Regions from separate parts of the Mus musculus genome. Here region 2 is linked to region 1. The links are chromatin contacts, called in public promoter capture Hi-C maps. All regions are on one chromosome and are shown on one strand. Each heading gives the region's core, a stretch centred on a gene start, on an enhancer-like site or on the middle of the called end of the contact. The rest is flanking DNA. Distances are from core to core; before and after follow the strand shown. Region 1 holds the start of Ahctf1 (AT hook containing transcription factor 1). Region 2 holds the start of Mia3 (melanoma inhibitory activity 3).

The links. Promoter capture Hi-C pulls out the DNA fragments that hold promoters and counts their contacts.
Region 2: a contact with region 1 is called in a promoter capture Hi-C map of pre-B cells, with 7 times the contacts expected there. The contact joins the promoter of Mia3 here to the promoter of Ahctf1 in region 1. A contact is called at or near these places in 1 of 39 promoter capture datasets (pre-B cells) and 1 of 484 Hi-C or Micro-C datasets (CD4 T cells).

What each region holds. Positions count from the first base shown.
Region 1 is chr1:179,802,721-179,805,634 of GRCm38.p6, forward strand. It overlaps Ahctf1 (AT hook containing transcription factor 1), which reads right to left and starts at 1,295. Exons shown (of 36, transcript NM_026375.2): 1 at 633-1,295.
Region 2 is chr1:183,368,302-183,371,541 of GRCm38.p6, forward strand. It overlaps Mia3 (melanoma inhibitory activity 3), which reads right to left and starts at 1,264. Exons shown (of 26, transcript NM_177389.3): 1 at 1,096-1,264. The coding sequence starts at 1,228. It also overlaps the pseudogene Gm37339.

The DNA of each region.
Region 1 (2,914 bases), core at 45-2,544:
CACGGTACCAAAAAGAAAGGTTCCACAAAGTCAACAAAAACCACCTGTCTCAAAAGGACCATGTGTGTACCTATCAATTCAAAAAGCAGAGTCGACTCTCCAAAAAGTCAACCAAAGGCAAAAGTCATGGGCCTTACAGCTCGCAGATGAGCTCCGGACACGGTTCTCTTAGATGTCCTGGACCAGATCCACTCAGCCCTGTGGCCCGCTTCGCGAGTGAAACTTTTTCCCCCGCCCAGGACTCACCCGAGCCAAGCACAGGACCATGTGGAGCTCACGCCAACGCCGGAGAGACTCGGAGCGCCCGCGGCTGTCCGCGGGGAACGCCCCACAAAGGTCTCCATCGCTCCGCTACACCCTGACGGCCCGGGGTCTCGAGTCAGACTCGTCCCGGGGGGCGGAGATCCCGCCCGCGGGCGCGGGAGACGAGCCCGGAGGCTCGACTCTGCGGCCATGTGCCGGCACCCGCCGCCAGGGTTATGTAACTAACGCCCGAGCGCTGGAACGAGCCGCACCGGTCGCGGCTCGCGGACGCCGCTTCCCCGCGAGGCGGTGCGCCCGGCCTAGGCCCCGGGCCTCGCCGCCCCGGCCGCCCCGCCCTCGGCGCGCGGGCCTGCGGTTCCCCACCCTACCTGAGCCCGCGGGCCAGGCCGCCAAGGGCCCCGGCGTCGCTGCTTCCGTGCGGTCCGTCACAGCATCTCCCGGGAGACACGGCCCGGCGCGCGCCCCGGGCCCGCGGAAGCCGCTTCTCGCTCAGTCTCTCGCCGGTCCCCTCAGGCCCCGGGTGCTCCTTCGCCCAATCCCGGCTTCGAACTCGTCCCACCGCCCGCGCCGCGTCCTCCCCGCTGGCGACTCGACTTACTGGGCTGGCACCGCTCGGGCCGCGCTCTGCGCATTACCCCGGGCGCACTGCCCGAACCCCACACACACAGCCTCTCCGCCCAGGGAAGGATCGTGGCCAGGGCGGGGATCCGATCGCAGATCGCGCTGCGGGGCTCGGACTTCTCGCGAGGGTTCCGGCCTCTGGCGCCGACTCCGCGGGAATTTTCAAACTTTCCCTACTAGGCCTTTCGCAAAGGGAGAAAACCGAGACGACGCCGGGAAGAAAGATTCATTTACGTACAGCAGGGTCTCTCCGCCTCCTAGGAGCAGATAGGCGAAAGACTACAAGTCCCATAGGGCTTTGTGCGCTGGGCGTAGTGTAGGGCGTGTCCGGCTTTGCGGAGCAAGGGCCGGCCTAATCTAGTGGCGGTTCCTGCTGGCAGCCAAGCGATAATCTTTCCGTCTATGACTGCTGCTCTTGCCTCCGTTTTTTCCGTTCTGTGCTCCAACTCTTCAAGGAAACGCACACACACACACAAAACCCAGACTTACTGAGAAACTCTTACTCTCATTTTTTTTTTTTTCTCAAAAAGCAGAGAGTTCAGGTCGCCTAGCCTAATCTTTTGTCATATATCTGACGCTGGGTAATTCTGCTGGCAGAGCTTCGTGCTTGGCATGCACGAAGCTGTAGGTTCCATTATGCCAAACCTATGTTTTCTTTTCGATTTGTTAGTATTGAGAGACGAGGAGTTGGGCAGACCCTTAGTAGACAAACAGGGACATGAGCCATGGCGAATTTCCAAGATGGCCAGCTTTTTTTAACCTCCTGATTTGAGACAAAAACCTGGCAAGCTTTTATCATCTACCTGCAGGTCACCTGCTGATGGACTGGTTCAATAAGTTCAAAGCCTGATTAGAACACGTTACACAACTGTAGTGGACCGATCAACCATCCATCCTTTCTGCCTTCAAACTGACCAACACTAAAGTAGGTCAGGGAGGTTTTAGAGGTTTTACAACCCCCAGGCCTCAAGAAGAGACTGGATTTTTCAGCTTCTCAAATCCCCTCTCTGTTTTGTAGAAGGTCTTTTTCTCTGTGTGTTTACTGCCTGCAATAAACGCCTTTTTAACTGCTAATTCTGCTACTGCTTGTTGTGCTTTGCCTTTTAACTCTTCTAGTCTTAACAGTTCTTTTTTTTTTTTTTTCCTTTCAGTTTGTTCTAGACATGGTTTCTCTGTGTAACAGCCCTGGCTATCTTGGAACTCTCTTAGTAGATGGGGCTGGCCTCAAACTCACAGAGATCTTCTTGCCTCTGTCTCCTGAGCCGTGGGATTAAAGACCTGAACCACCCTTTCATTCTTTTAACTATCAGTGAAAACAGATCCAATCAAGATCCCTAGACTGTATCATTTCTAGACTGTATCATTTCTAGACTGTATCATTTCTAGACTATCATTTGGAGCTCATCTTTGGGCTTTCTTCTGTAGACTATCAGTATCTCTCTTTGAAGCTAGACCCAGCACCAAAGAATTTTCAAACAAATGAAATAGAATGTGTCTTTATTACTGAGTTGTAAGAGCACAGGCAGAATCAGGAGGATCTCTGTGCGTTCAAGATCAGCCTGGTCTCCATAGTCGTTCCAAGGCTACATAGAGAAACCCTATCTCAAACAAACAAACAAACAAACAAACAAACAAACAAACAGAAGGGGGAAGAGAGAAGGAGAAGACATTAGTAGACTGCTTTAATCAGGAAAGCCTGTCTCTACTACTCTCTCTCTCTGCACAATTTTTGAGATAAAGCTGCCTCTTAGAAATAAACTGTTTATCTTTGTGACTTTTTCTTTATTCACTGCAAGATGTAAAAGTGTGCTAGTTTGCGCAAGGTATTATTCTAAATTGTGAGAGGAAGAAGTTAGACAAGATTTTGCAGTAAGTGTTGTGTGGTCTGGTTCTGTTTTGCTGGTAGTGAATGGGGTGTGTGAAGACTGTCTCATGTGCACCATTGGCCTTAAACTCAGTGTGTAACTGAGGATGACAGTCAGGGCTGGGGTTACAGGCATGCACCCCTTTCCCAGTTTTAGGTGGTTCT
Region 2 (3,240 bases), core at 14-2,513, 3.6 Mb after region 1:
TCAAGTTATGCATTTTGCTTTTTCCTTTTTTTTTTCATAACACCAATTGAAATACAAATGGCTAACCTGCACTCTTCTTAGTCTTTTAGAATGAATACTTTTCTGAATGGACTGCTGTGATTTGTGAAGGACATCGTCAGTGAGTTACAGTTTCTGGAAACCAACCTAAAAACAGTATTATTCTGGGTAGGAGTAAGTCCCAGCAACATAGGGAACTAAGGAAAGGGCTGGACGGGTTCCTGAGACCCTTGGAGTATTTATTATCACCGTTACAGTAGTAGCCCTCTTCTAATCCTAACCTTCCCCATGGCCCACCTCCAACCCTGGCACCTCCAACCTAGGACTAGGGCGCGACTGCGCACAGAGAAGGCGGCTGCGGTTCTCAGGTAGTGACAGGTGCAGTAACTTGGCTGGTTAAAGAACGAAAGATTTTGACCTTCCCGCAGCCCTGCTTGGGAGCTGGCAAAAGGCTTCTATGCAAAAGAGCGACGGGACTGAAGGAGAAAACCGGGGAGACCACAGAATGCACTGCTTGCTTGGCCTCGGGATTCATCCCAAACCTAAACTCCAGTTCCTCTGGTTCCAAAGATGATGTGAGCTGGTCCCAATGCAGCCAAGAGGGCAGCGCCGAGGTGCCTTCTGGAGGAACCCCGCCGTCAATCGGCCGCTAGGATTGCGCCCCAGATCTCTAAGCGCGTGGATCTCGGTCTTGAGTGGACCCAGGTCCCCGCGGCCGGCGTTAAAACGCTCTTGGCTGCAGCATGGGGCGCCCAGGATGCGGGGGCGAGCCACCCCATCACCCTGGGAGCCCAAGGGGAGTGCGGGGATAAGGAAGCAGAGAGCAGCACCCTGGAAACCCGGCTGGGTCTGCGGCGCCCCCCGGCAGGGTCAGAGGAGCAGAGAGCAAATCCGGCAACAAGTGGTAGGCACGGCCTCTATGGCAGGGCTAGCCGGGCGATAGCCGAGTAAAGCGTACCAGCGCGGGCTCCGCGGGCCTGCGACCCCCTAGGCCAGGTGCCGGCTGTGGGACTCCGACCCGCGCAGCCACCGCAGCCACCCGGGAACCGGCCGCCCGCCCCGCCACCCCGGACTCACTGCTGCACTCTTCGTCCCCGCACACTTTGAGGTCCGAGAAACGCCGTCCGTGGCTGAGATCCGACTGGCCCGGGACCCACCAGAGCGCCCCCAGCACGAACAGCCAGAAGAGCAGCCCCGGCGCCGCAGCCATGTTGTGGCCACCGCGGGCCCGGGTGACGCGGAGGCCGCCGGCGGGCGGTGTCGGGGGCGGGGCAGGAGCGGGCGGTGCCGGGGGAGGCGCCCAAGAGGCGGGCTGCTGCGAGTGACACGTCAGCAAGGGCTCAGCAAGGGATGCGCGGTGACTTGGAGGAGGCCTTGGCGTCCCTCCCGAACTGCTACCTTGACGACCGTCAGAGGCACCTTCCCCTCGCCCAATCGCAAGCCTCGACTCGGGCGCCTTCACAGACGACCCTCCGCGTCACCAGGTTCGTCACTCCGCATCTCAGCGCCATCCCAACAGGTTTTTCGTCTTCCTCCTACAGCTTCGGATTTCTGGTCCATGCTAAACAGCCATCTCTCTCCATCACTTCTTCCAACTACCGCTTTTAGTTCTGAACCGCCAAGTCCCACACAGGACTGGACACAGTGTGTAACTGATCCATGCACAACCCCCGACCCTAACACACACACTTCAAACTCCATGGGGTTCTTTGGGACCTCCATGGCTCTCTTTTAGTTCAGTGGAGTAGTGGGTGAGACAGTAAATTAGAAAGTGTCATCCTTTAAGGAGAGGGGTGGTGGACAGTGATCCTCTGCCCACGATCTTCAGATTCCTGTCGCTGTCCATAAAGGACATAAGAACATAAAGTCATTTAGTCTAGCACCAACGTGTTCAGCTTCCATCTCCTTTGACAGAACTGTAGGCCAGACCCACTCCGTGGCACACCCGAATGCCCTCATGTTGCCAATAGCTACTGTCTCAATGTTCTCCTTAAGCTTCCTTATAACTCCGTATTTCCAAGTAACATGCAATGGCTTTACCACAGACTGCCCTGTCTCTCTGTCCCTTTATCCTGTTTCCTGGCTTTCTTCCCCTCTTCTGTTAGGTTCACTCAAATAGAGCAGCCCACTCCTCCCACCCCTCAAATAACTCTATAGGAGCTATTGTTTATGTGGTGCTGGAGTCTGGGCGTGCTCACCGACAGTGCTGAGCTACATCCCCACTCTAACTTGTTTTGTTTCCGCTTGTTCTTCATTGCCTAGGGAGGTACCCGGGTCTTGTGATGTGCTCAACAACAATCTGCTGCATGAACCACAGTCCCGATGTAAACACACACACACACACACACACACACACACACACAGACTCCATGGAGTTCTTTCAGACCTCTAGTGCTCTCCCCACAGCAGCATCCTCAACACCAAATCTGCAGATACGTTTATTGTTAGATGGGGACATATCTGTCAGAGCGACTACATTCTCACCCCACTGTTTCCTGTTGTTCTGGGTGCCACCGGGGTATGAAAGCACACCAAAGTAATTTAAACGTCTTCTTATGTCTACAGAATAGAATTAAATAACATTCCATTGGTAGAAAAAGACGGATAAAATAGCATGAGATATTGATTTAAATATACTTTTACATACAGGGCCAATGTTCCTATTACTGAAGAATAGTACGCTGTTTGGCTCATAATAGGTTTTGCTTGCTTTTAAAATGTATTTATTCTGGAGAGTTCAACAGCAAGCTTAAAAGATGCTGCCAAAGAGGGAAAGTGGTTCTGAGAAAGGAGGAGAAGGAGGTGCAGCCTCTGGAAGTGACAGTGCTGACAAGGCGTCTCAGGGGTCTAAGGTGGTGGACGTCAGTAGAGGTCAGACCCATTCTATGTGGAAAACACGGGAAAATCATGGAAGCCATGGAAAAGTTAAAGTCTGGGATGAAATTCACTGAAGTGGCCACCGCACAATATAGTGAAGATAAACCCAGACAAGGAGGTGACTTGGGTTAGGTGACCAGAGAATCCATGATGAGGTCATTTCAAGAAGCAGCATTTGCCTTGCCTGTAAGTGGGATGGATAAGCCTGTGTCTCCAGACCCACCTGTTATGACGAATTTGGATATCATATTATCACGGTTAAAGAAAGAAAATAAAAATCACATGAAAGACTAAAAAATGTATTTATCTTTCTGTGGGGGTGCATGACAGAGGTTGGAGAATGAC